4 separate regions of the Mus musculus genome follow, and all the other regions are linked to region 3. Evidence: chromatin contacts called from public HiChIP or PLAC-seq and promoter capture Hi-C data. All regions are on one chromosome and are shown on one strand. The core of a region is the stretch at or near the end of the contact, and the rest is flanking DNA. Distances in the headings are between cores, read along the strand shown.

The links. Promoter capture Hi-C pulls out the DNA fragments that hold promoters and counts their contacts. HiChIP or PLAC-seq counts read pairs in DNA pulled down with a chosen protein or histone mark.
Region 1: a contact with region 3 is called in an H3K27ac HiChIP or PLAC-seq map of oligodendrocyte precursor cells, with 5 times the contacts expected there. The contact joins the enhancer-like site here to the promoter of Grik3 in region 3. A contact is called at or near these places in 6 of 39 promoter capture datasets (HPC-7-derived erythroid cells, cranial neural crest, embryonic stem cells and 3 more), 3 of 484 Hi-C or Micro-C datasets (cardiomyocytes, cerebellar granule neurons and embryonic stem cells), 14 of 115 datasets of contacts at active chromatin or transcription factors (astrocytes, cardiomyocytes, embryonic basal ganglia and 8 more) and 2 of 9 other capture datasets (embryonic stem cells and liver).
Region 2: a contact with region 3 is called in a promoter capture Hi-C map of hippocampal neurons, with 5 times the contacts expected there. The contact joins the enhancer-like site here to the promoter of Grik3 in region 3. A contact is called at or near these places in 9 of 39 promoter capture datasets (the 3T3-L1 cell line, 3T3-L1-derived adipocytes, embryonic stem cells and 5 more), 2 of 484 Hi-C or Micro-C datasets (the N1E-115 cell line and nephron progenitors), 10 of 115 datasets of contacts at active chromatin or transcription factors (SST interneurons, VIP interneurons, differentiating embryonic stem cells and 3 more) and 2 of 9 other capture datasets (embryonic stem cells and pancreatic islet).
Region 4: a contact with region 3 is called in an H3K4me3 HiChIP or PLAC-seq map of forebrain, with 2.3 times the contacts expected there. The contact joins the enhancer-like site here to the promoter of Grik3 in region 3. A contact is called at or near these places in 11 of 39 promoter capture datasets (HPC-7-derived erythroid cells, cranial neural crest, embryonic stem cells and 5 more), 23 of 484 Hi-C or Micro-C datasets (cerebellar granule neurons, cerebral cortex, cortical neurons and 1 more), 18 of 115 datasets of contacts at active chromatin or transcription factors (PVALB interneurons, astrocytes, embryonic forebrain and 8 more) and 1 of 9 other capture datasets (embryonic stem cells).

Annotation. Positions count from the first base shown.
Region 1 is chr4:125,642,364-125,649,185 of GRCm38.p6, reverse strand. The region is part of intron 5 of Grik3 (glutamate receptor, ionotropic, kainate 3); the gene reads right to left. Among named protein-coding and RNA genes, the nearest start is that of Gm32807, 85 kb to the right of the region's middle. Within about 2 kb of position 3,760, at least 32 of the 459 cell types and tissues checked have an H3K27ac peak or open chromatin away from gene starts, as enhancers often do. A contact at or near this core is called in astrocytes, oligodendrocyte precursor cells and stem cell-derived neural progenitor cells, where this site is marked.
Region 2 is chr4:125,352,293-125,358,938 of GRCm38.p6, reverse strand. No RefSeq gene overlaps it. Among named protein-coding and RNA genes, the nearest start is that of Gm40247, 26 kb to the left of the region's middle. Within about 2 kb of position 2,293, at least 11 of the 459 cell types and tissues checked have an H3K27ac peak or open chromatin away from gene starts, as enhancers often do. A contact at or near this core is called in the N1E-115 cell line and hippocampal neurons, where this site is marked.
Region 3 is chr4:125,487,148-125,493,705 of GRCm38.p6, reverse strand. It overlaps Grik3 (glutamate receptor, ionotropic, kainate 3), which reads right to left and starts at 3,010. Exons shown (of 16, transcript NM_001081097.3): 1 at 2,761-3,010. The coding sequence starts at 2,875.
Region 4 is chr4:125,627,568-125,634,366 of GRCm38.p6, reverse strand. Grik3 (glutamate receptor, ionotropic, kainate 3) reads right to left here. Exons shown (of 16, transcript NM_001081097.3): 3 at 1,842-2,099. Among named protein-coding and RNA genes, the nearest start is that of Gm32807, 71 kb to the right of the region's middle. Within about 2 kb of position 5,181, at least 12 of the 459 cell types and tissues checked have an H3K27ac peak or open chromatin away from gene starts, as enhancers often do. A contact at or near this core is called in forebrain and stem cell-derived neural progenitor cells, where this site is marked.

The sequences.
Region 1 (6,822 bases), core at 2,511-5,010, 150 kb before region 3:
TAGGAGTACAGGATATACAGCCCAGGCAGCTGTGGCCCCTCTTGCAGCCCCAGCCCAGGCCAATGGGTTGGTGAGGCAAGAAGCCAAGAGGCAGGACAGTGGGGATTATCTGGCTGCCCCTCAGCAGAGAAGAGAGCATGTGGAGAGGTAGTTAGCCTGCACAGGAGCCAAGCAGAGCACCACAGGTCCAAAATGACTCCAAACTCAAAGAGACACAAGAGGAACATCATGGGCTATCAACACACGAAATAGTTGCTCACAGGTCACCGGGGCTTCCTCACTCTGTGGGGTTAGGAACTACTGTCAATGCTGGCTAAAGCCCAAACTTCTGGTTAACATGAGATTTGTGTCCCACACAAAAGGTCACCCCTAAGGTTTTATTGCTTTCAGGAGATTAATCTATTTTGTGTGTAACCTGGCTGCTCTACTCTATGTCCCTTAAAACCCCGATACTCACATCATTCCTCCAATGCTCTGCTTCACGCCCTGGCTGTCCCTCCCGACATCCAGTCTACACTTACTTCAGGCTGATATTTTGATTCTCAAAAATAAATACTTGGATAACGTAGACTGGCTGCAAGCCAGGACTGGGAGAAACTGAGTCTCTTCTCTTCTGTTCTTTCCCACTTCCCCTCACCGAGCTGCTTAACACCTTGACCTGAAGCCCATCCCACTTCCACCCCTACCCCAGTGCCAGCCTCTGGTCATCAAAAGGGATACAGGCTGGAGCCCACAGAGCAGACCTCGCACAATGCTTGGGTGTCCTATGGTCTCTGGGATGCTCCATTTTGGTGCTAAACTCATGCTCCTCCCGCATTCCCAGGAGGACCCTTTATGGAAGGGCATGGACTTATCTCTCCTTTTTAGAGAAGAGGTCTTGGAATTCAGGCAAGAAAGTCTCATCCTAATCTGCCCAAACAAATAGGGCCAGGCTTCCAAGACCATGGGCATCTGTGAATTCAACCACTCTCTCTCTCTCTCTCTCTCTCTCTCTCTCTCTCTCTCTCTCTCTCTCTCTCTCTCTCTCTCCATGGTTCTAGTTCTATAGGTATACATGTGTATAGGCACATAATTGCTCATGTATATTGGATATTCAGACTCTTTCTCACCATAGTTCCATAACAGTACAGCGAACCACACAGCACTTATATTGCATTGTGCCCTGTAAGATATCTAGTACTGATTTAAGGACGATAAGAGCACAGATTAGTAATATGTAAATACAATGCAATTTTATATAAGAGACTTGAGCATTGTGCTGTCTAGTTTCATGTCACCTTGACACAAGCTAGAATTATCTTGAGAAGGAGCCACAATTGAAAAATTTCAAGTTTATGGTGTCCTGTCATGACTAGTGATTGATGGGGAGGGCCGAGCCCACAGCCGGTGGCGCTACCCCTGGACAGGTGGTCCTGGGTTCTGTAAGAAACCAGGCTGAATAAGCCATGAGAGAAACACAGCCAGAAAGGAGCATTCCTCCATGGCCTCTGCATCAGCTCCTGCCTCCAGGTTCCTACCCTGCTTGGGTTGGTGCCTTGACTTCATCCATGATGGACTGTGATATAGAAAACAAAAAGCAAAACAAAAACCCTTTCCTCCTCAAGTTGCTTTTGGCCATGGTGTTTCATCACAGCAGTAGATACACTAACTGTGACAAGCATCTATAGAAGTTACTATCCAAAGGGGGTCCTGGAGCCAACCTCTCCCCGTCCTGATATGAATCCTGTGAATACCAAGGGACAACTCACTATATGGCCTTGCTTCTAGGCCAGTGTTTAGGATGGGGAGGAAGCTAGGTAGAAGCAGAGGATGTAGGGAAGGGAGTCAACACTAAGATGACCAGAGGGTGTCAATGGTAAATGGTACCAATCTCAGTGGAGAGTGAGTCTGGGAGCCATCACGCCAGAGCACTGGGGTGGGGGGTGGGGCTTGCAGAAGAGGTAACTGAGCCCAAGGGCTCTGCCCTCGGCAACACATCAAGAGGCTGTGGGTGAGGCAGGTGAGGAAGGCTTCCAAAGGAGTCCGGCCAACTTCTTGGTCCACCCACTGTCCACTGGCTCCCCCACCATGCTATGAGGAAGAAGACTAAGGTCCTCACTGGAGGCCAGTGCCACGTCCCCAAGACTCCCCAGCTCACAGACCTGTGAGCTAGAGAAACTCTTGTTGCTTGTGGCTTACTTAGACTATGGCATTCTGTCACATCACTTGCTCAGAAGCTCTGCTTCTGCATCTTGCTTTCCCACGCCCATCCCCAGTTTTCATTCCACCAAGGTTGAACCTTCCTCTGCCCTGCCCTACCTGCCAGAGCTTCTCATTCTACGCTGGATGCTTTTGGATATATCCCAGCCACTAGACCGGGTTAGCTCAAAGTGTCTGCGCTGTTCTCTGAGACTCAGAGAAGCAGCAGTCCTTCCTGGAAGTGCCCCTTGGTCGCTCCTTTACATAGACACAAGTCTATCAATGATCCAGCTCTGGTTCTGGGACCCCAGGCTTTCCTCCTAACAGGCAGCGACTGTTAAGGTCTGGGGTCTGACATCCTTATGAACTCTTAGGCACTTTTGAGCCCCTCTTGTGACAACATGGGGTTTCTAAGCATTCTTGACCCCGGTTGTGGAAAGAAGTGTCAGTTAGGCTAGCAACGTCCTGACTGTTTCAATGTTTACCGTCTCCTTGGAGGAGGCTCTCTGTGAGGATGTGAGTTGGGAGTAGGCCGGTGAGTTGCCTGGGAAGAAGGGTGAGCCACTGATAGAAGTCTGCTTCTAGACCCAGGCCTAAGAGCCCCTTCCAGGAAGGCCTGGAGAGTGAGGCAGATTGTCGATTTGCAGTGTGTATGTAAGTTTGGGGCTGGAGTTGAGCTGCTGGGACCATGCCTAATGCTCACCCATCTCAGTGTGAGGCTCTGCCAAGACTTGACAGAGGCTCAATTAGTAGCCTTCCCAGGGCCTCTGACTCAGTATGAAGGATGGCATCTCTGCTTTGGTGGGGAGCAGTGGTTCTCAACCTGTGTGTCAAGACCCCCTTGGGGATGCCATGTCAGATATCATGTATATCAGATATTTATATTATGATTCAAACAGTAGCAAAATAAGTTATGATGTAGCAATGAAATAATTCTATGGTTGGGGGTCACCACATCATGAGGAACTGTACTGAAGGGTCGCAGCATTAGATGGAGAACCACTGATGGGGAGGCTCACGTGCTAGAGAGGCTGCTCTGCCTGGTGCCTAGCTGCAATGGGGGCATGGGATTGCTTTTTTTCAGGGCTGTGACAAAATCCCTGACAGACAAGTTCAAGCAAATAAAGGCTTATTCTAGCTTTGGGTTTCAGAGACTTGGATCCTATCATAGTCAGGGGAAGGGAGAGTAAGCAGTGGACACTGGAGAGGTGGGAATGTGTTGAAATAAGTGTTCCTATGATGGTGGAGCAGGAAGCAGGAAGTGTGGCAGGAACCAGGGGCTGTGTGTAACCCTGAAGGACCTAGTTACAGCAGCTGGCCCTATCTCCTAAGGTCCTCCAAAATTACTGCCACCAGCTATGGAACAAGTATCCAAAGCAGGAGCTGAGGCCACGGGGGACAGTCTAGATGTAAGTTCTAGTGGGTGGCAGGGCATGGAGTCACTCCCTCCAAGTCAGACTCCCGTCTGGGCTTCTCTATGACGTGCGTTTCCTATGCCCAGTGGCACAGAGCACCCCCATCCCTGGGGTATGAGGGCAGTGGCATGGAGGAGCTGGAGAAGAGGCCTCTTTGTTCAGCTCTTGTTTTCGTGTTTTTTTGTTCAAACTGCCCCGGGGCCAAGACCCTAAGTGCTCAACACGGTGAACTGTGGGCAACTCTGCAGCTTGGCAAAAAGTTGCATTTCCGATGCCAAATGTTGACACACTGAATTCACTGTCGACTGGGGACCTTTTAGAAACATTCAGCATAACATAATAGACTAATTCATTAGCACCCCATGGGTCTGAATGGGGAGAAGCCGATGCTCGGGAAACATGGCCTCAAGGAACGACAGATGAAAATATCTTTCCCATGATGTAACTGTTATTGCCGGGAAGTGGCATTAATTGTGATTGCTTATCTATTAATTTATTATAATTCCCTCTCTCTCTTTCACCTCCAGGCTCTTACCTCCTCATGCCATGCACCGGGGGCTCAGCCGTGGCTGATTAGCACAGGGTTATCTGGGAAGGGCTCAAAGCTGCCTGGCATCGGTAATGGCGGCTGGGGTGATTAAAATGTCTTCTGCGTGGGAGAAGTGACTTTGGAGAGGTTTTTCGAGGGGGGAAAGGTTGATGATGCGCCTTTCCTAAGATAAAATGCCAAATACCATTGCCCTCCCCAGTGTAGCCACCACTGACCAATGGGCATGAAAAGGGGGAGTCACGAGGCAGAGCCCTGAGCCAACAGGGCTGGAAGGAAGACCCTCAAGCTGGCAATGGGCTGTGATCAGGGAAGAGGACCTAGGGGGACACAGCGGATGCCCTGACACATGGGGGCAGTGTCCTGGGATTGCCGTGGAAGACCCATGATACACAGCCCCCCCACCCCCATAAAGCTGTCTGCTCGTATTGTGGAGGACACATATCCCTGGAAGAGCCTGGTCTCCTGTGCTCAGAAAGGGGTGGGAGGAAGAACAGTGCCCTGGAGTGGCCACAGGGCAAGACCCAGAGTTAAGAGCCTAAGCCTTTATCAATGATCTGTTCTGAGTTCTGGGCAAGACATGTGATGTCCCAGATGCCATTTTTCGATCATTTGGTGCAGAGCAGATAGCACACTCTCCCTTGGTGGCCTGGAAGGGGAAATCAGAGGAAGCAGGCAAGGCCTGAAGTATGGGCACTGCTGGGATTCGTGAAGCTCTGTTTACCCCATTAGTGTCAATCACTATGCTGGACTATAATGGCCAGATATCAGGAAGAGTCTACCTGCCAGAGGAGGCTAGGGACTCTACAGTGACAGTTGTCGGAAGAGGGCTTGGCAGCTGGCAAGCTTTCGCTGGGGACCATACCTGCTGTCTACTTTTGCTGAGTAATCTCTCTGAGCCTTGGTTTCCATTTTTCTGGGGAAATGGGAGAGTCACAGCTCCCTTGAGGTTTGTTTTGAGGGATGGAGGACACACAGGAAGCAAAAGCAGGAGGTGCTTAATGAGTTAATTTGACCCTTACATGGTTGTAAGTGCCAAGTGTTGTTCCAAGAATCTCCCACTTTCCACGCTCTGGACACTCACCCTCATCAAGTGACATTGCTGTCATCAATGTTTTAAAGATACAGGCTTGAGGCAAAGAGAAGGGAGGAGCCCTGTCTAAGGAACTGAAGCATCATTTTTTGGTGGTGTTGTATGAGCGGTATGTATATGATGTATATGTTGTATATACACATCTGTGCAGAGACCAGAAGAAGATGTTGGATGGTCTGATCTATTGCTCTTCACTTTACTCCCTTGAGACAGGGTCGGTCACACACTGAATGTGGAGCCAGGAAGCCCCAGCAATCTTCTGTGCTCAGCTGCTGGGGGTTGAAGTGTGCACACAGCCACACCCAGCTTTTTTATCTGGGTTCTGAGAATTTGAACTCGGTTCTCACGCTTGAGCATCAAGTGCTCTTAACCACTGAGCCATCTCCCTCTCCAAATGAAGTATCTTCATCCCAATCAGACACACCGTAGCCCATGATCTTAGCTGCCTGTTGCAAGGGATGATGAGAACTGATCTTGCTGATTGCAGCCTAATTTGTATGGCGGCCATTCATCCACTCATCTCCCACTCAGGCATCACAGAACACCTGCCCCGGGGGCCAGGCACTCTGTGGGCTCTACAGACAGCCCTGCTGCACAGAAGGAAGTTGCAGAGCTTGTGTGTGAGCTTTGTGTCAGGTCGGGCCCATCGCTGTCCATCCTCCCAGTTCAGAGCCCGGGAGCTCAGAATTTGTTGGTGGCTGTCGGGTAAATGAACAGCTGTGTTAGGGAAGCAAGATCTAGGATGCATGGGGCACTGCATGGTGCAAGACGAGAGGTCTAGGGTGCTAGAATGCCTTTTCCGAGACCTTTGATCTTGACATCCATGGGCAGCGGCATCTCTGCAGAGGCATGGGGTAGGGGTGGGGCATGAGAGTGCTGCTTTCTCTAGTCTTGGTCCGGAGCCCCGACAGAGATGAAGCACCTTGTCCTAAGCCCCTGGTGACTGTCCAGGACACAGAATGGCAGAAAGTGACTGAGGTGAGGTGGGCGCCCTTAGGGAGAAAGTGTCTGCTCTTAGCCCTCAGTCCCTGTCTCCCCAAGGTACTTCCATCAGACACCTAGGTCTGATTCATAGCCAGCAGGATGGGCAAGGTGGCCCTGAGCTCTGCATGGGCACAGGGTGCCGTGAACAGGGGCTATGTGACAATCAGGGCGTTGGGGTGACTATACTGTGCTGGAGAGAACCCTCGCCGACAGCGGTGGCCCGCTGCTGAGGTATAAATCTGACAGTGGCTGACTGCAAAGCTAAGACTACAACACGGAGCGGTGAGAACATGGCTGGATCTCCAACTCCAGTGTGAGCCAACTCTAACACATCCCTGCATTTTGGTCTTTGCTTACCCTTTTCCTTCTGTGTGGAATACCCTTATTCTCTCCCTCAACCATTGATGCGCTCCTATCGAACCTTTAAGACCTAGCTCAAACATCTGATTTCTAGAAATCCTACTCCAAACATCCTGTCTTCTACCAGCCCCGTGACTCCCAGTATCTCTTTGAGCTGTCGCCTGAGGTCACAAGCCAGCTGTATCAAAGCCAGATATGAAGAGGAAGGTCACATGCTGGGTGAAGAATGGTGATTGGTGTTCTTA
Region 2 (6,646 bases), core at 1,044-3,543, 130 kb after region 3:
TTTAAGGCCCAAATTGTTTCACTTGTTTCCCTGCCAGCTTTCATTGGGCCATCAGTCATTCCGCACACAGATAACATTTCTTATGTACATTGACAGAATAAATTACATGGTCCTCATCCAGCAAATCAACGTTACAGGGGAACATTATCTTCTGCACGGCGGTGCCTGGGCACACCATAAATCCTAACCAGGTTTATTACATCTGTCTTGTCATACACTCATTTTATTGAGAAGTAAGGTTTTTTTTCCAGATTAATAATCACATTAATAGATGAGATTCTTTTTGGAGAATTGTTTTCTTGGGGGGAGCCTAAGGAAGAGCGGTCTGGCTTCTGAGCAGTTGTCCCACGGAAGGCTGACCTTGTCATCCTGACAGTGTCCTTCAGAACTGGGAACCAGGAATTCCTCCTGACTCACTGGGAGGACTCTAGGTCAGCCATTGATTCCCCCCCCCCCCAACCCCATGCCATTTCCCAGATCTTTCTAAATGTCAAATTCTAAAGCTTTCAATGTGGTGTCAAAGATGTATCATTACACTGAACCAATCCAATGAATGTTTGATAGGCAACTATCATGCAAACCAGTGAGAGAACTGACTCACAGAAGACTGAGAGCAAGTTTTCCTGAGTCAGGCTTTCTGCCTCCCTGCCTGCCTGCCTGCCTGCCTGCCTGCCTGCCTGCCTGCCTGCCCTATAGATGGCTTGCTAGCTCTGCACTTCTTTTTCATTTTTGTGTTAAATGATCTGATTGGACCAGACCGAGGTTGGAAAACTACAGCTGGCTTGCAAGGTAAATCCAGCTATGGCATGATTTAGGAAGTGAGACTGTAGCACAGCCCAGCCCATTTGTGAAGCCGAGATGTGTGGCTGTGAAGAAGACTCTACCCTGCAAAGCCTATCATATTTAATCCCCAGACCTCTATAGCAAATATTTGCTGGCCTCTGATCCAGATAAACTCTAGGTGAACGAGTTTTGAGCAAAGCTATAGGATGGCACTCAAGTGCACACTGTGGTATTGATTGGAGCCCACTGTGTCAAATTCATTCCTGGAAACACCTTATTTCATTCTTGCAAGGTCTCAGTGGCAAGAGTCTACCCTGGAGGTTCTAGCGCCCATCCACAGGCAAAGACAAGGTGGGAACTCTGCTCCTGTTTGGCACCAATTTATTACATCTCTGGACACTGTGCCGGATCAAGATGCTAATTGGTGAGTGCCAGGGAAACAGGGATACCTCTCAGGGGACCCATCGTTTGGCATGTAGAATGCTGAAGAGCAGAGAGAAAGAGGAAAAATGAAGACGAGAAAGGGTATGCTGTGTTTAACCTTGCTGGACCTGGTGAGAATGTGATCCCACTGTCTACTGCCCTGTCTCACAGTGGGCGTTTTCTCTCTTAAGCCTTATTTGCCAAACTCTACAGTTAGTTGGTTCTACAGTTGGTTCCGATTCAACAGATGGAGGAGCAAAGTCCAGAGTGACAGATGCCAGACCCAAGGCACACGATGGATAAGCAGTATTCCCTCTTTGTGTGTGTCTGCAGTGAATTCTTTCAGCTACAGACTGGCTGTCCTGGGCTGAGAGAGAGAGAGATGAATGGTGGGATGCTTTGGGGCTTGGTATCAGATCCACCCATGGGTACCAGAGTGTCTGAAATCCAAGAGAAGACAAACCCTGGGCAGGTAGGAGTGTCAAAGTTCCTGCCCTAAGCTGTCGGGATCATCTCTTGGCCCTTTCCTGATGCAGTCAGCCACCTGCCTGAACAAAGCAGTCCTCTCAGCCAGAGAAAGAGCTAAGGACACACACACACACACACACACACACACACGCACACGCACACGCACACACACACACACACACACACACACGCACGCACGCGCGCACACACACACATACCCCATACCTCACACCCCCATCCAGCCCTACTCTGTGGGTTCCTCCCACACAGCTCTCCTGTCCCCTCCCACAGGGTTCTCCAGATCCTTCCCACCTGACTCTTCTGGCCCTTCACAGGGCCTTCCTGATTTCTAGTCCCTCAGTGCCTGCTCTCTGTCCTCACAGAGACATCTCACAGATCACCAGACAGCCCCGCCCCAACCCCCTGCATAGCCTAACTCCTCTTTTTTTCCTGGAAGCCTGTTCCTCAGACCAACCAAGGCAGCCCCATCCTCACAGAAGCTTGGCAGCCAGCACCGACGTAAGCCTGGACACATTTCTCTCTCTCCTTCAACATCTAATCTATTAGCTTTCAAACTCGTAACTGGATCCCATCGCTTCCTCTCACTTCTGCTGCTACCAACCTGGCCCTAGGCCACCGTCAGCTCTGACTCCAGCTGGTCGGCCTGCCTGTCTCACTGCTGACACCAGGCAAGAGGATCTGTGGGAAAGGCTGCTTGTTTGTTCAAAATGTGTCAACCCCTCATTTTCTACTAGGCTAGAACCAAACTGCACGATGATCAAAAATGTCCCCACGGCCCTGCTACCACAGCCCCAGCCACAGAGCTCTCCTCTCTCTCCCCCACCACCTTGCTGGGTCCCAGAGCCCGTAACCTCCCTCTCAGCCTCAGGAGAAACATGACCCCTAGCTGACATCCTGAACCACCTTGCAGCCTAGACCCTCTGGGCCTTCCCAGCCAGGCGTGCTCTTCAGTAGGATATCCAGGGACCCTGGCAGGTTTGCTGCAAAATCCACAACCTCGGTGAATCGTGCCCCAAATTCCAACTTGTATTTCACGTTCTCCGTTCCCACTTCCCTGCCTGATTTTCCTCCTTATTGGTGGCTCTCGGCTTGCTCACTGGTCCACTATCAGTTTGGCTGCTCACTAAGATGTAAGCTTTACACAGGTGGGATTTTTCATCTGTTTAACTCATGGCTTTATTTCAGGAACCAGTTCATAGCCCCCGACATGTAGTATGCACTCAGTATGAAATTGCTATGCGAAGGTTTAAGAACTTATTTATTTATGTGTGTGTGTCCATATGAGTATGAGGGTCATGGGCACAGATGTACATGTCTGAGCCTGCACACAGACACCGGTAGAGGCACCAGGTGTCCTTTCATTATTCCCCACTGGTCCAGGGTCTCTTCTTGAACCCGAAGCTTAGGTCTCAGCCAGGCTGGAGGTTGGCAAGCACCATGAGTCCTCCTGTCTCCACCCACTAGCTAGGCACTGTGGTTATAGGCATTGGTGGAGAATGTCCAGCTCAGAACCGAACTCTAGTTCTCAAGATTAACGGAGCAAGCACTCTAAACTGTTGAGCCAGCTCTCTAGCCCCTACATAAAGGTCTAACCCATTTTTATGCTGTTCCTCTACATGGAAAGAGAGGCTATTTGATCAAACTCTGCACACATCCCACCATTTCTTCCTCATATGTGAAAGGCAGGTGATGCTGGTCCCTTACTCACAGGTATTGTTAGGAATGATTGACAGCCCAGAATAAGGCCAACGAAATGGGATGTGCCTGGCTTTGTCTGCAGAGTCTGACTTACACAGCTGGACCACAAGCTAAGTTCCCTTGAGTGTGAGACTGAAAGCAAGGTGAAGGAGCTTGGCTTTATCACTCACTGACAATGACTCTTAGGAAAGATCCTATTTCTCCTGGTACCCAGGTTACCTATCTGGAAGGTGGCTACAGTTGAACTGAGTGTGGCATTGTTTTAGGACAACTGAAGGAGATAAAGGCCAAGGATGCTCGGCCTGAGACTTAGACCATTTGCATGCAGGTAATGTTGAGGCTAACGAAGAAGAAACTTACCCAAGAGTACACCTGGGAAAGAGGCCCTGGTCTGGGCTTGCCTTCTCTGCTCCCTGGCCTCCTAGTGGTTCAGAGCAGCCCAGGCCTGAGCAGGTAATATGTGTAATAGTCTGTCTGTCTCTCTCTGGTTTTTTTCATCTCTTTTTAGCATGAAAACCTGCCCTAGCGCCTCTCATTATCCACTTCATCAGTCTCAAACCGTCAGCTAATTGCACTCCCCAGTGGCCCCTCCCTCTTGCCTCTTCATAGAGCTCAACAGAGCACAGCTGCCTCCATATTTGGGGCTCCACTGGGGAATTACAAACAAAATGAAGCTGGCAGTGCCCTAGTGCCTTCCCTAGGCTCCTTTTCTCCACTGACCCTGTTTGTATCTACGTCCCCACCCCCAGGGGTGTGGATGCAGGACAGCCCAGGAAGAAGGGCTGCCTGGAGATGCAAGATTCCGTGGCTGGCTGATGGTTGCTAAGTCTGTAGCCCTTGCAAAAGTGAAACTCAGGAGGTTTGTTTGACCCTCACTCTGCCTCTCTGCAAGAGATCACTTTCCAGAGCTCAGTTCAGATTATGGCCAGGAACACAACAGAGGTCTCACCAGAGAAGAGGAGAGATTGGCTCCTGGGACAGCGGGGATTTTGGGTGTGGGCTACAGCACAGTTAGAAGACTTGGGTGGAACACTTGGGTCTGCGTATCCCGTATCCCAGCTGATGCTTAGTCATGCACGGGGCAAGGCTGGGCGGCTTCTCTAGAGTGCCTGGTGGGAGAGCCGAGCTGCAGTATTAGAAATCACACAGTTCTGAGTGATGGTGGTGCCATAGAAGAGGGGAGAGCTTACTGAACACCTGCATTCAGCAGAGACACCCGAGGGGAAACCCCTCTGCACCCACCTATAAAGCCCCAAACCAACCCATGACAGAACCAAGCTGACTCATTAATGAATTGCTGTCCAGAGAGAAAAATCCTCTTCAAAATAAGTCAACAGAACTCTAGATCCCAAGGCTGTATCTGCGCTATCCAGCATATACTTTTTGAAGTTTTTTTTTTAATACAAATCATTGTGGGGTTGTACTGATATCTAGGACCCCAGCACTCAGGAGGCTGAAACAAGAACTTGAATTTGAAGCTAGCCTGAGCTACATAGCAAGACCCTATCTCAAAAACAAAATTAAAACACAAAGCAGCACAATAGAATCCATAACCAAGAAAAAAAATCAAAAGAAAGAGACCTAGAGATGACGACAGAGGTGTAGGACACAGAAGTAAAATACTTCAAAGCATTTCCTGGAAATATGCCCAAAGATTGAAGGAAGAATATATATGCTGTGAATGAACCAATGGGAAGCCCAAAGGGGAAAATGGAATGTGTAAAAAAAAAAAAGAATCAGATAGGAATGATAAATGGAAACAGAAAAAATTAATATTAAACAGGAAGCTAAAAAAAAAAGTTTGGTGAGTTGGAAAACAGAGCCCTTGAAATCATGACAACTGAAGGTCCTAGGAGAAACTCTAATGCTTATAGTACGGATAGAATTGAAACCCACAAAAGAGAGATGGGTGCAAAAATTTTTCTTGAGGAACTATCAGAAGAATGGGCAAGCAAGTCTCAGGCCAGGACTCTGTGTTTGCAAAAGACATATCTGATAAAAGTGCATTGCTCAAAGTATGCAAAGAGCCCTAAAAATGCGCCAATGAAAAGCTACCCAATTAAAAATCCAAAATACTTCAGTGATCACCTCAGCAAAGATGATATGCAAATGATATGCAGGTGATATTACCATGACAAAACTATGGTTTTGTGAACATATCAGAGGTTGTTGGCTAAAAAGCAGGAAGAGGACAGACACAGCTGAGAGATTCTTGGAGCAGGAAGACCGTCCTGTAAGACCGCTCTGCACTCCCATGGTGGTGGATACGGGTCAGCACACATTTGTAAAAGCCCTCGGATTGTGTGGCACCAAGAGCACACCTTAAAATGAGATGTGCACTTTGGTGATAACGAGGTGTCAGTGTTGGTTTGTCAGTTGCAATAAACGAACCACAAGGATGTGGGATGGGGACAGTGGAAGTCTGTGTGTGAAAGGGGATGATGGACTATGCAGGAATTCTACATTTTCCACATGGTTTTGTTGTGAACCTAAAACTCTTCTTTTAAAAAGTGAGTTTCTTTAATTTTTAAGACAAATGTTTAAAGTGGGATAATGTTGTCAACTCAGAGAAACTCAGTGAAGCCTAGGCAACATCAATACAAACAGGCTCCCTACACACACACACACACACACACACACACACACACACACACACACACATGCTTGCACATACATACATACATACACACACATGAGCAATACATGTACATGCATACACACACAATGGTCTCCTCCATGACATATAATAATCAAATCTTTGCAGAAAAAAAAAGAAGAAGAAGAAGAAAGTGAGGATAAAAGGAAACCCCAAAGGCAGTTGGGAGAGATAATGCACACAGATAGGAAGCAAAGATAAGAGGGTAGAACGCCCCCTGATTTACCATGACACAGTGGCAGTCAAAGGCACTGAGGGACTTAGATGAAAGGAAATCAGCTCATCATTCTAAGCGTCTGTGCTCAAATAATAATTCAGAAGTGAGGGCAAATGCGAAAATTCAAAAAGTAAAAGCAATGGAATTGATTCTCCACGGTTATGAACTCTAAGATGTTATAGAGATTCTTCAGGCCACTGTAGCAACACTGGGTGGAGCCTAGGTCCCTGTCAAAAAGAAAAACACCTGAAACTGGGGTCTTTGAAGAGGTGGAAATGTAGTGCAGTGGGAACTTCCTGGAATCTCTGAGGGTGACCCCAGTGAGGACACCTAGTCATGGAGAACCCTCAGCCTGAACTGGACATCTCTGGTAGCCAGGC
Region 3 (6,558 bases), core at 1,761-4,260:
CACACACAGAATACATCTTCCACATATTCATATAAAATAATCAATGATCATTTTTTCCCGCAGACTACAATCCAATTACTCTCTCTCTCCCTCACTCTCCTTTGTTACTTGCAAACCATCCAAGCAATCAATGCCTTGACCTCTCCCTCTGATAGACACAATTACAAAAAGACAGAGCAGTGCAATTCATCTATTCAAGACAGATTGTTTGAACACTCTGTCACACTGCTGAGCGATCCATCTCCTTGTCTAGGAGGGAATTTCAGCCCCCAAAAGAGGCACAAAGAGAAGGGGCGGGGAACACCCTCCCCAGGCCAGAGAGCCCATCTTGCACCTGCAGGTAAACCCTCTCTGGTCCTGTGCTCAGCGACGACGCCTGGCTGCTGGAGGAGGGATTCGGGCTCCAAGCTCCAGCCGCTCCAGCAGAAGCACCCAGCATGCTTCAGAGAAGCTCAGTTTCCAGGGCCTCGATCCCTGCAGCCCCAGCCAAGAGAGAGGCCTCAGATCCCAGAGATGGGGATAGAGAGACTGCATCCAGCCTAGCCAAGGCAGTAGTATCTTTGGGTTGCAGCATGTCTTCCCTCCCCTCCTCTCCCCTCCTCCTCCTCCTCCTCCTCCTCTTCCTCCTCCTCTTCCTCCTCCTCACTCTGCTTCCCTATTCCTGGTGCTCTACCTCCAGCTGAGGTTCAACTTCAAGCTCTAGAAGGACAGGCAGCTCCAAAGAAGCCCAGAGGCCTCAAATCCTTCCCATCCTCCACCCAAAGCTGGCCCTGCTCCAGTAGTCACGTTTGGCATCAGTACAGCACCCCAGTCCTCGGGCTGGGAGTCAAATAGGGCAGGGCTCTTGGATATAAATGGTCTGGGCCGACACGCTAATTAATCCTAGGGCTTAATATGAAGAAGATTAGAAGAGAGGGGGCTCTGCCGTCCCTAATTGCGCTATTACACTGTGACTCACGAAAGGGACGGGTTTGGAATGTGTTCTTTCTCCGGGCAATGAGCAGACCTCTATATACTGTCCCAGTGGCAAGAGCAGGTGAGGTCTAGTTACCCTGCCCATTTGCAGCCCATATCTCTGAGGCTGTGGTTAACCTGTTCCTGTCTCTCTAGGCTTCTAAAGATTTCCATTCCTGAAACTGGGCTGGAAACACACCCACCCCACCCTCTGGAGGGGAAAGACCAAGGAAGACAGGCCTGCAAAGCGTGGGGGTGGGGGAAACACAGCACCCTTCGAGGTCCCCTCTCTATCTCAAGGACACTCTACCATGAAGGTCCCCCAAAACCACAAGGACTGAGAGAGGAAATAATAAAAATGAAAAAAGCGGTGGCCCACTACTAAACGATTAGCTAGAATGGTGGCCAAGCCAGTTCTGGGGCAGTAATAGACAGGAAACATTCGTGGCAGCCCAGACACCTGGACTTCAAAGGGTTAAACTTGACTGTGAGGTCTGTCCCCAGATCCCCCCCCCTCCCTTCCCTAGGAGCCTCAGGGTGTTGTGCCTGCCCATCCTGGTCCGGAATCGGACTGTAGGCACTGGAAGACCTCAACATCTGCAGATCTGAGGATCGTTCTCTGTTCCCGTTCTGAAGCTGAGTTCAAGTGGACGTGGCTCCGGGTAGAGTGAACGAGAGGACTGCCTCCTAGGAGAAACCTCAAGTACCCATAAACCAAGCCTGGCCCGAGTTTCCTGCATCCTCGTCGCACTGCCGGCCACATAAAGTCCGCTCTTGCAGAAGCAAAGGCAGCCCCTTGAAGAGAGTCCTGGAGGAGGAGGAGGAAGGTTGCCTTGTCTCGGTAGAGCTCGGTAGGCTGCGCACCAGATGTTGGTGTCTCGCGAGCCCGAGCTGCCCAGGTCTCCGGCCTGGTGCGGGCCGCCCACGGTAACGATGGCTCCTGGGTAGCCCAGCTTAGCTCAGCCCCGAGAAGTGAGTGGGCTAAAGACTCGCGTGGGCTCCCGCCCAGCCCTGAGCGCTGCCACGCAGGGTGCCTCCGGCGGCCACAACAAAGTTAAAGCCCAGAGTAAGAAATCTGCAGCGGTGAGAGAAGCCGAGAAGCCAGAGCCCCAAAAAGCCGCGCGCAGACTGCCAGCCGCCGCCAGCTGCGGAGGGATTTCGGCTAACTTTAAAAGCCACTCGCAACCCTCGTCCCCGGCTGCGCAGGGTTGCCTCCTGCGCTTCCTTTTCCCAGTCTCGGTTACTCCTCATCGAAAGAGGCCTGGGCCTGGGGGACCTGCTCTAGCGACAAGCAGGGGACTGACCCTCTCCTGCCCCGAGCCTCGGCCAACTAGGGGCAAGGAAATCCGCCATCCTAATCCGGCGAATCCATCCCCTGTACCCCTTGCTCCAGCGAGGTGCCCGTGGGGGGGAGAGAAGTTGGCGCCTTCCCCAGGGCTCCCACTCTGCGCAGAAGCCAGTCCCAGAACTAGGTCTGCGGCCATCCTTGCCAGCAGTCGCGGCGAAATTCCCCCGAGGCGCTGGCTTAGGGCTAGAACCTTCGCCACACTCCACCGCGTCGCCTACCCCGGAGCGTATCCAGGTTCCCTAGCCACCGCGGCCCGGTTGCCTCTTCCCCGTAAGGCCCCGCGACCCGGGCTTTGGAACTTTGTCCTCCCCCTCTAAGAGCTCCCAGCAGACACCCGAACCCTGCAGCCTAGAGGGAGGTTGGGACAATCTTTCGGATCACGTTCAGAGCACCACTATCCCCCAATTCCCGTCCCCACCCGAGCGCGCAGAGACCCCCGGCTCTAGGGGAGCCCTTACCGATCCGGATGACGTGGGGCATCCCGCGCGAGTCTGGGATCCAGAAGGCGCACACTAGGAACCCGGCCCAGTATTCCCAAACCAGACTCCGGAGGCGCCGCCAGGGAGCGGTCATCGTTGGGCGCCACGGAGCGTGCCCGGGGCGCGGCCGTGGCGGGCTCCCTGGGGCGGCAGCTCTAGGCGCGGGCGCGCAGCAGCCCCCGAGGCGCCGCCTGGCCCAGCCGCCCGGCTCCGGAGCGCCTCTGCGAGTGGGGGGCGCCCCGCGGCGCTGCGCACATCTTACTGGGGGGCCGCCCCGCCGGCGCCCGCCCCGCCTCGGCTGCCGCCCACGGGCCGCCCGCGAGCGAAGGCTCCTGGGCTCCGCCCGGGCTCCGCTCGGACTCGGCTGCGGCGTCTCCGGCTCGCGTCGGCTCGGCTCCCGCGCGGGCTTCCCACCTGCCCCGGCTGCCGGGCGGGCTTGCACGCGTCTCCGGCCGCTCCTCCTCCAGCCGCCGCTGATGCTATCGCCCGGGCTCGCACAAAGCCCCGGAGTGGAGTTGCACGCGCGCACACACTCCCTCCCAGCCCCCTCCCCCGCGCCCTGCCTCCCGCCTCCCGCGCCGCCCGCCGCCCGCGCTCCCTCCGCGTACTCCCCCGCGCACACACGCTTCCCACTCACACTCGCCCGGGTGCACACTTGCGCGCTCACACCTGCGCAGGGGGCGGGGAAAGGGACCCTGGACAGGATTTGGGAGGGGGGACACCCGGAGGATGGAGACTATCCTCCGCAGCTGAGGCGTCCCCATCTGCCCTGCCGCCCCCAGGGCAAGGCACTGAGCCGGGGAGCCAAGCGTAAAGCGGCGGAGCTGGCACCAGGAGCTGGGAGACGGCGGCAACCCAGCGGCCCGACCAGCTGGAAGAGACGCGCCCGCCGAGAGCCGCGAGACCCGGAGCCTGCCGTCTGCGGAGCCTCGCCTTTCAGCTCCCACGCGGCCGACGCTGGCTGGACGGCGGCGGCAGGAGACTGACCTGGAGCTGTTTTTCACTCTTGATCTCTAGCCCTTGGGAAAGCAGGGCTGGCCCAGGGCTTGGAGGTTTAGGGAGTGGGGTTGGGAGTAGAAATCAGAGAACCGTAGGAGCTGAACTAGGGAATGCGGAGCTTCAGAAACTAACCGTGAGGGAGACACCAGGCCAGACCCTCTGCGTGGAAGGTAGGACTTGACCACGCACCATCAGTAGGAGGACTACTGAGAAAATTCGCAAAAGCCTTCGTTTTCGAGGGCCGCTGGAGTTGGAGCCCGCTGGGTTCTCAGTCCTCTTCCGCAACTATGCGGGAGGAACTGGAGCCCCCTCCCGGATTCCTCCTGAGAAACAATACAGAGAAACTGTATTGTTCATGGGACAGAGTAGGATACACAGGGGGGGAAGCCGAAAGGGTTAAAAAGAAATGTTGTTTATTACCAATAATAAATTTTTTTTCAAGTGGCGCTGGGTGCTGAGGGAAGAGAAGGGCTGTGAAGCGAGGCAGGAGCAGGAGGCTGCGAATTACGCAGCTAGGCGAGTTTAATGACCTTTTTGACAGAGACAAAGCGGTACCGATACAGTAGATAAATAAACGGATCTGTCACCGGGCAGCGGCTAGGCTGTGTGCGAATTTATTTTTCTCATTTAAATAATTTGATCTATTCAATCATTTCCAATCTCTCCCATTTGCCAGCTGCCTGGTAAGAGCATGGCCCCCTACATCTGAAGAGCAAATCTTTAATTTTCCTACAAATAGATAATGCGTTGCGCTCCAAACAGGCCTGTTAATTTTGCCGTCTTTTCTTTCCCGCCCTATGTGGCGCAGGGCTTCCAGGCATTGTGTGGAGTTGTGAATAAGGCAGTGTAGCCAATTAGCAATTAGGAAGGGACTTCTTCCCATCTGAACTTGCACCAGTGGCCTTGGGAGCAAAGGGTTCCTGGGCTCTGCCCAATAAAAGAGAGGCGTGTGTACGAGTTCCGGGACATCCTAGGTGATCAGCTGTTATGCAGAGGTCTCTGAATAGGCCATGCTTGGGCCTTCCCTGGAGCCAGAATGGCTAGTTCCCCAATCGGGCCTCTGAATTTGCCCAAAGAAGCAAAGACACACAGATCGGCAGCGTCAGGATCCGCAGTTGCCCCCTCTCCATGGGATCTTACAGGATAGGCCCACAAGGACCTAGCAAGGAGGCATGCAGAAGAGGGGAGCAGAGGATCCATGGGACATAGTTGAGAGCCTCTTCACCGGAGACACACCCTGGCAGCGCATTGCCTGACCCTCAGATTCCACAGCTTGTTCGATTGGTTCCCGGAAGGGAAAGGACCTGGCTGTGTTTTTGAAGGAAGATAATCCTATGCCCTGACAGTGACAGGGAAAGAGCTGAGAAGAGAGCAGCTACCAGTGCCTAAGGCTGACTAACTCTAAAGGTGGCATGTGAGTGGACTGGGTACAGAGGACATGTGGCTTAGCAGGAAATGGAAGAAGCAGAAAGGTAGAGGTGTGGCTAGAGGGAAGAACACTTCTGAGGCCAGCTGGAGGAAGGAGCCCTGAAGGGTGGGGGCAGTCTCCCTAAAAGCTAGCTGAGGTGGTATCACAGTCGTACATGGATGAAGAAGATCTAAACTCCCCCAAAGGTGAGAGTATGGCTCTGTCCTCAAAGTCCCCTCACCAGCACCCCCAGGAAGCAGGCACCCCAGCCAACTGCATCCCTAAGCAGTGTGTCTCCGTAACCAAGGATGGAGGCTGGTCTCTGGCTCCCTTTAAGTTGCAGTGGGCACAGCCTCCTGGCTGCAGTGATTGTATATGGCTCAGGCAGGGTTGAGAGCCCCTCTTGGAACGCTGGGGTAGATCTGGGTAGAAGTTGCTATCCCCAGTTCAGGACCTGACATTTGCTCTTGACCCAAGTTGTGTGTGATGCTAGGGCATTTCCACATGAACAGCAGCAGCATCCCTTTCCGCCATGGGGGACGGGTGGGATGCGCTACACACCACACACACACACACACACACACACACACACCAGCCTCAATGACAGCCAGGACTCTCCTGATTACCATACATTTTCTGCGTTCCAGGAAAGGTACTCACAACCTTGTCTGTCACTCCATCTGATCCTCCCCATGACACACTGTGACAGTCTTTTGTTATTTTTCCACTTTACAGATGACGAACCTAAGCTTAAAAAGTCCAAAGACATACACAGCTAGCTTCTTTCCTCCTTCCCTCTCTCCCTTCCTTTCCTCCCTCCCTCCCTTCCTTCCTTCCTTCCTTTCACTAATATTTATTAGGCGCTACTGTTTGCCAGGCTGGGTTCCCACATAGACCCAGCAGGCTGTTGAGTTGACAGTATTGCCCTGTGGTGTCCAACACCACCTGGGCTGAGCGGAAACAGCTCTATCAAGAGCCTCTTGGCCCCCTGCAGAAACCCCTGTAGCCTCTGGCTGCCTGAGGCGGGGCAGAAAGCAGAGAGGGATGGGGTGGGGTGTCCTTAACCAGAGTAAACTGGAGAGCTCAGCCCCCACCCCTCCCCCAAATCTGCAGTCCTCTCAGGCCACCCCAAAGCCAGCAGATAGCCGGATTGGCAAGATCTCAATCCCCCTCTCTGGAGATTGGGAGCCGCCAATCCTGGCTTTTGGAATTGTTGGTAAACAAGCCTACCCACCAGCCAGGCCTCAGCTCCCCGCTCCCCCATGAGGCAGCCAGCACTGGATTTATGAGGCCTCCAAACCTCATTCAGACTAATGCAGCTTTTCATTCCCAAATAAAAGGGGCCGCTGTCTGAAAGGACAAGTGCTCCC
Region 4 (6,799 bases), core at 3,932-6,431, 140 kb before region 3:
GGAGTGTCCCGTGGGGACAGAGCCTCGAGCCGGGACCTCAGGGCATGGGCCGGCTTTTGAGGACTGCTAGCAACATGTAAGCCTGTAGCTGTTTACAGGACTCTAAGATGGGCAAACAGCATCCTGATCATTCTGTCTGTGGGCTCCCATCCTGCTACTCCTGGCCCCTACTAGGAGGTAATCAAGAGCTAACATGAATCTGCAGGTAGCCAAGTGCTGGAGGGCTTTTTAAGGATGGATGCTCTACCTCTCAATACACTTGGGAGAGCCAGGCCAGATGGGTTAAAGTGACTCGCCAAGGTCACTGTCTCTCAAGAGACTTGGCTAAGAATTGTCTTTAGATTCAAGTCTTTGGGGGGTGGGGGAAGCAGGAGGCACCTCAATGCTGGCTTACAATAGTGGCCTTGGGCTCAGACAGACCTGCAGGATGGTGTGGGCTGTGATCCTAGCTGCTGCCAGTGGGCACGGTCTGCTACCTTGCTGAGCCTGTTGCCTTGTTTCTGATTTACCACCACATAGAGTCACTGAGAGATCTGTGATAGATAGTAAGTGCTGGCACTGCTTGTGACCCGTGGTACGCACTGCCATCTGACCCATGCATGCATCCGGAGTTCGGCCTGCTTTGTCTCCAGAAAGTGAACCTCCCGAGGAGAGGGTGGCTGAAGATGAAGGTAGTGGTTCTCCTCTCTCCCTTCCTCTGCCGATCCTCCCTGTGTCCACCCGGAATGCACAGTTAGCCAAGACAGTGGCTGGGGATGTGTCACAGATCACGAGGTCCAAAGGAAAGACCCAGAATGTTGGCTGGATCCCTTAGCAGCTGTCTGTTCTAGGCCCACACCAAGGGGCCCAGAACTTGGGAAGTAAAGGGTAACACATGACACTAAAGAAGATTCTGGAAGGTAAGTACCATGGTAGCTTTGGGTGGCTGGGCAGGACTGGGCCCTGTGCAGAGGAATGCATGTTGATATGACTCCAGGTGGGTGGGGCCTAAGTGCAAGACCAGTGCCTCTGCACCCGGGAGAGGGAGGGAGAGGGAGGGGAGGGGGAGGGGGAGAGTAAAGGGGAGGGGAGGGAGCCCACCATCAGCTGAAACTCAGAGCCTAGGCTTTCCTTCCTCCTCACTGGAGGAGGAGACCCAAGCCTGGAGCCCATTTCTACAGGCCTGCCTTAGCTACTTTAGCTGGGGTCAGCAGTCATATCAATAGACAGGAAACGGGTTTATAAGCACAGTTGTACCTGAGCAGGAGTGTCTGGGGAAAGGCAAAGAAGTGGGGGAGGGGAGGGTGCCACATGCAGGTGTTGGCAGGATCAGTAGCTAACTATCCCTTTTCCCTCTCTATTCCATAGCTTCCCCATGAGGAGTTGAGGACACAGACTGGCAACCCAGCCAGCAGGCGGGAGAACAGGGATTTACAGGAAGCCAGGGCACACTTCGAGCAAACTGTGGATGGGTGCAGAGAATACGGACATGCCTCCTGCAGGTGAGAGGGTAGGGATGTGGGAGTGTGGGTGGGTGTTGGGTGGCCATGGGAGTGTGAGCCCAGGTTTGATATGGCATGCGCCAAGTACAGGTCTCAGCACTGCTGCAGAAGATGACGTAGGCATGCTGGAGAGGGGAGAGTCAGGTGTGAGCCAGGCTAGGATAGAATAAGGTGTGCGTGAGGCTGCTGAGGCCGGATGGGCAAGCATCGATGTAACTGGCTGCTGTTGGTGTCTGGTGTGAGATGGGACCTTCTCCTCAGAGGCAGCCGTGCTAGGCAAGCAGACAACACTAATGTTGGGGCTCTGCTCCCTCCCCCTCCTTCTCCCTCCCCCGAGCCATGACAGGTCTAGCCACACACCTGTACTGTCATCATAGACCACGGTGGCTGATCGCCACTTGAGGGACTGGACCAAGTCGAGGATGGCGTGGCTGAGAGAGGCATAGTCAGGGTAGAGGTTCACGTAGAAGGTGTCCTTGTTGTCCAGTGGGTGGTGCTTCCAGCGCAGTTGGATGTGGGGAACCTCCAAGGCGTTGCAAATGGACTGGACAGCATTGGTGCAGGAGCCCTGCGATGGCCCAAAGATGGCTACAACACCCAGTGCCAACTGGTCACAGGCTACAACAGAGGAGGGTGACACAGGTCAATGTGGTGCTATGTGCACTGGGAGTGGGCAGTGATTTTGACATTCCCATAAACGCATGGGGAAAAGAGCCGGAAGGAACTTTAAGAGGGGTGAGAACAACTCATGAAGTCTCGGTTTCCTCATCTGAGCAATGGGGCTGTAACGATCTCTCCTTCATCTGACACCAAGGAGGTAAGAAGAGACAATTATGAGACCAGTGGTGGAGCACACTGACCCAGTAACCATGCTACTCAACCATGATGTCTTTGTAAGTGATATCCCAGCTTCTAGACAAACAGGAAGCAAACATCTACTGACCGGGGCTTCCAGCCTCTGCCTTCTACCCTGGTCTGCTCCCTAAGATCTGACACAAACATCTCCCTTTTCTTTCAGTGATATCATTTGCATAGTTAAGATGCCTCTTAGACCTCTGTTCTATCTTCATTTACGTTGCTGTGATAAAACATCCTAAAAGCAACTCAGGAGAGAAAGGGTTTATTTCAGCTCACGGTTCCAAGTTATAGGTCCACTGTAGTGGGAAATCACAGCAGTGGCTACAAGCAGCCACTCGCATCACATCCACAGTCAAGAGCTGAGAGAAATGAATACATTCATGTTCAGTTGCTTTCTTGCGTTCAGTTCAATTTCTCTGCTCTTATACAGTTTAGGAGCCTCTGCCTAGGGAGTGGTGCCACCCACAGTGGACTGTGTCTTCCCACATCTATTAACTTAAAACAACAGACATACCCAGAAGCCAAGCAGGCATAGATGCCACCCTACCATGCCCACCTGAACCAAGGCACAACTACCATTTTCCTGCATTAGATGCCAGTCACCAACCCTGTCATCTCCTCAGCATTTTTGCAGCCAGAATGAACCTTTCTGGGTCATAAGGGTTATGTCACTCCTGTGACCTCCATCAGCATAAAAGCCAAAGTTCTTAGAGTGGTCCTAGAAGACATATTGCAACATTTCCTCAGCCCTGTTCCTATGACCTCAGCTACTTCCCTTCTTCATCTCCCACTCTTGTCTGTCTCCCTCACAGCCTTATAGCCCTGCTGGCTTCCAGGACATTCCCCAAGCACAGTGAGAACACTCATTCATTTCCTCAGCTATCCATCTGACTCTTTCCTTTCCCCAGGTCTCTGCATCTGCAGGTCTTATTAAGGAAGCCATCACTGCCCAGCCTTTAATAGCAACTCAAATCCCCACACCTTCTAAGCACTATACCTCAAGGAGACTTTGCTTTAAATATCCATAAAACAAGGCCTCCAAGACTAAATACCGAAGCATTAGGAAGGCTGGCACATTGTTAAACAAAGTCTTTTTCTCCTCCCATGATGAATGCAGTGGTCCCTATCCCATCCCTCCTCTTTTACATACATGCATGCAAAACATGTGTTCAAGTGCACATGCACCCCCCACAAATGTTGATAATTTTTCTAAATGATAGACACCCTTGCTAGGATGTTCAGACTGAAGACTTGACGGAATGACTTGTGTCTTTCCCCTGCACTGCTCCAAAAAAATTCTTCCTCATGCATCTCCACTTTGCTCTGACCTTGAAACAGGCCACCAAGGATGCAGCATATCTTCCATCCTTACAATGTACACCTTTTATGATGCTCCTATCTTGGACCAAGGGCTGAGCCTCATGTTTGCCTGAGACAGGGGACAGCAGACCAGGCACAAAGTATAGGATGCGGAAGATAGTGTTGAGATACTGATGTTGGACCATAGTACCAGTGGGATAGGGATGCTGTGGACCACAGTACCAGTAGATGAAGATGTTGCCATAGCAATGACGGAGATGATACAACAGAGGCAGGGATGTAGGGGATAGCATAGACAGGGATGACGAGAATTGTGGTACTGCCATCTGTGGTGGTGAAAGATGATAGCAATGTCCACACTGGGCCCTATTCTCCCAATGGTGCAGCGTCTAGACCTACGTGGGCTCATTTCCAATCTCCACTTCCTCTTTCTCCTGGTCCCATCTCTAAATCCGTTTTCTAGTCACTCCATGTTTCTTCCATCCTCTGAGGATCTTCCAGGATGGAAGGATTCTGCTATCAGCAAGGCCCAGGACAGGGGTTATCATGGCAGCAACAACAGCAGTTCTGCTTCCAGATGTGTCCAGGGCAGCAGCTAACCTTGTCCTGGCAGTCCTGTGCATACACTGCAGCAATTACATTATTTGTGGCTTCAATTTTGAATCCATTTTCTGGTCATTTTACAGTAACTTGATGGTTCACAGTCATTGTAGGAGTCCCCAGCCTGAATACATCCCCCCTTCCATGGCAATTGTAGTTATAGCTGAAATTATCCCAATCAATTTGTGTCTTAAAAGGAATTGAGCCACCCAGAGAATAAGTGCAGTCAGAGGAGTCTGGGGAGCGCTGGGTCGATTCCAGCCTGCTCTGGCCAGGCTTGGACGGAAAACACAGTGCTTTCTGGGCTGCTGGCTCAGAGCCTGCTTGGCAGACTCTCTTCTTTTAATTTTCCACAAAACATTTCAAAATAAAGGCAATAGTGAAAGTTCCTTTAATGAGGAAAAGGCCTCCTGGGCCTCCAGCAGGAGGAAGGACTGATTCAGCCAGAGATGGTAGGTAGGAGGTGCCAGGTTTTGTGCTGCTGCATCCCCTTGCCCCACGTGACTTAAGGTGGCTGGATCCAGCTCAGAGGGTGGGAGGGAAGGTGGAGGTAACTTCCATCTAGAAACAATTAATTACCACTGGATTCCTCAGAATTAGGCCTAAGTGCATCTTCTTGGAAGAGTCCTAATGAAGCTCCTAAGGAATGCAGCCTGGAAAATCAAAGATCCAAACAAGGGCAGGCCAGAGAAGAGGGGGGAGGCTGTGTTCAGTGGGAGCTGCCCCCGCTGAAGAACTGTCATGAGGCTCAGGCAGAGATGCTTCCATCTGTGGAATGGGGAGGCTACCTGACTTGAAAAACTGAGAGAGTGCCATAGACTAAGGCACTTCCTGTCCACATCTGTGTGTGTGTGTGCGCGTGTGTAATGAAACCCAGGGCACATGCCAGACAAGCTCTCTACCACGGGGCTCCACTCCTACGTGAGTCTGTTCCTTTATGGCTGATTAAAATTCCATTGTTTAATTATGTGCCAATCTGTCTGTCTCATGTAGATGGTCCCTTTGTCCATCTTTAGCTTTTTGTTTTTAACAGGAATCTGGCCAGTAGAGACATCCATCTGGCACTAGGCTTGGCAGATGTCTAGGCACATCCAAACATTGCTGTGTTGATGCTGAGTCCATCCTACCAGCTTCGTGCACAAGAAACAAATCTCAACAGTCACGTCTCACCATACACAGAAAATCACTTAAGACAGATCAGAGAGCCAATCACGAAAGACATGAGCACAGAACTCCTAGAAGAAAACAAGGGAGATGGTCTTTAGGATAGACAGAGACCTCTCACCCCAAACACACAAAGAGAATGATTAATAAATCGGACTTTGCTTCTCATGAGATATAACTGCTAACAGAGTATTAAAGACAGCCCCACATGTAATTAATATAAAACATATATAAATGTATATATTCACACTGCCCCAAAATGACTCTTATTAGAATATGCAAAGAACTCCTTTAAATCAACAAGGAAATGACAAACAGCTCAATTTTGAAAAGGTCACTGAAAGGTTCTAAAAAAGAAAAGGAATATTCAAATGACTTATTCAACATTCAGACTAGAGCGTTGTGGAGCACGTTAGGTCTTACGGGCAACGGGACATGGAAGACAAAACGTACTGCCAACTACCCCACCTGTTCTGGCTGAATTAGTTCTTCCTCCTGCATTGAGACCCACGAGGCCTTTCCCCCATTAAAAGGAGAATCATCAGATAAATATAAAAGAAAGCCACAATAACATAACCACTTCACAAATCAGCAGAGTGGGCAAAATCTTTAAAAGTCTAACTGACCTCCAAGCATGTCTGCACAGAGGTAGAACACCTGCCAGCACTGTGCGCTGCTGTGGGAATGCAGATCTGTACAACCACCTATGAAACTGTCTGGCTGCACACAGTGACCCCATATTTCAACTCTTAAAAACAAACTCAACAAACCTGGGTACCCACGCCCTGGGAGATAAACACAGGGCTGCTCACAGCAATTCTGCATTAGTAACTCCCGAGTGGGAGCAACCCAAGGGCTCACGGAGAGTGAGATGCGGTTTTCAATGGTTCCTCTGGTAGAATGGGGAGTGCTGCCGGAGCCAACCGTACAGAGGACTATCAGGCACAGAGGACTATCAGGCACAGAGGACTATCAGGCACAGGGTGTGAGACCCAGTAAGTGATGCTCAAAATGTAGATGCTGAGTGATTCTGATTCCGTGACCTCTGAGGCCAGGCCAAGTCAGTGCATGGCAACAGCAGAGAGTGGTGGCAGCCACACATGGGTAGCATGGCCACACGGGCTCCCAGAGGTCTAGATGGACTTGGCTGGTCTCTGGCTTGATCTGGGTGCCAGGGATGCTGTCTTGAGCTGGTTTAGATAGGTTTGTTTCTTCTGAGTACTCCCTGGCCAAGCCAAGGTCGTATTCTCCTCCTGCACCATTCTCTGGAGTTCATAGGCCTGGGCCCAGATTTCCAACCACAATAAAGATAGATGGAAGTCTCGCAGTAGCCGGGACCGGCCACCTCAGCCTTTCTCAGCCTGTGATCCCTAACT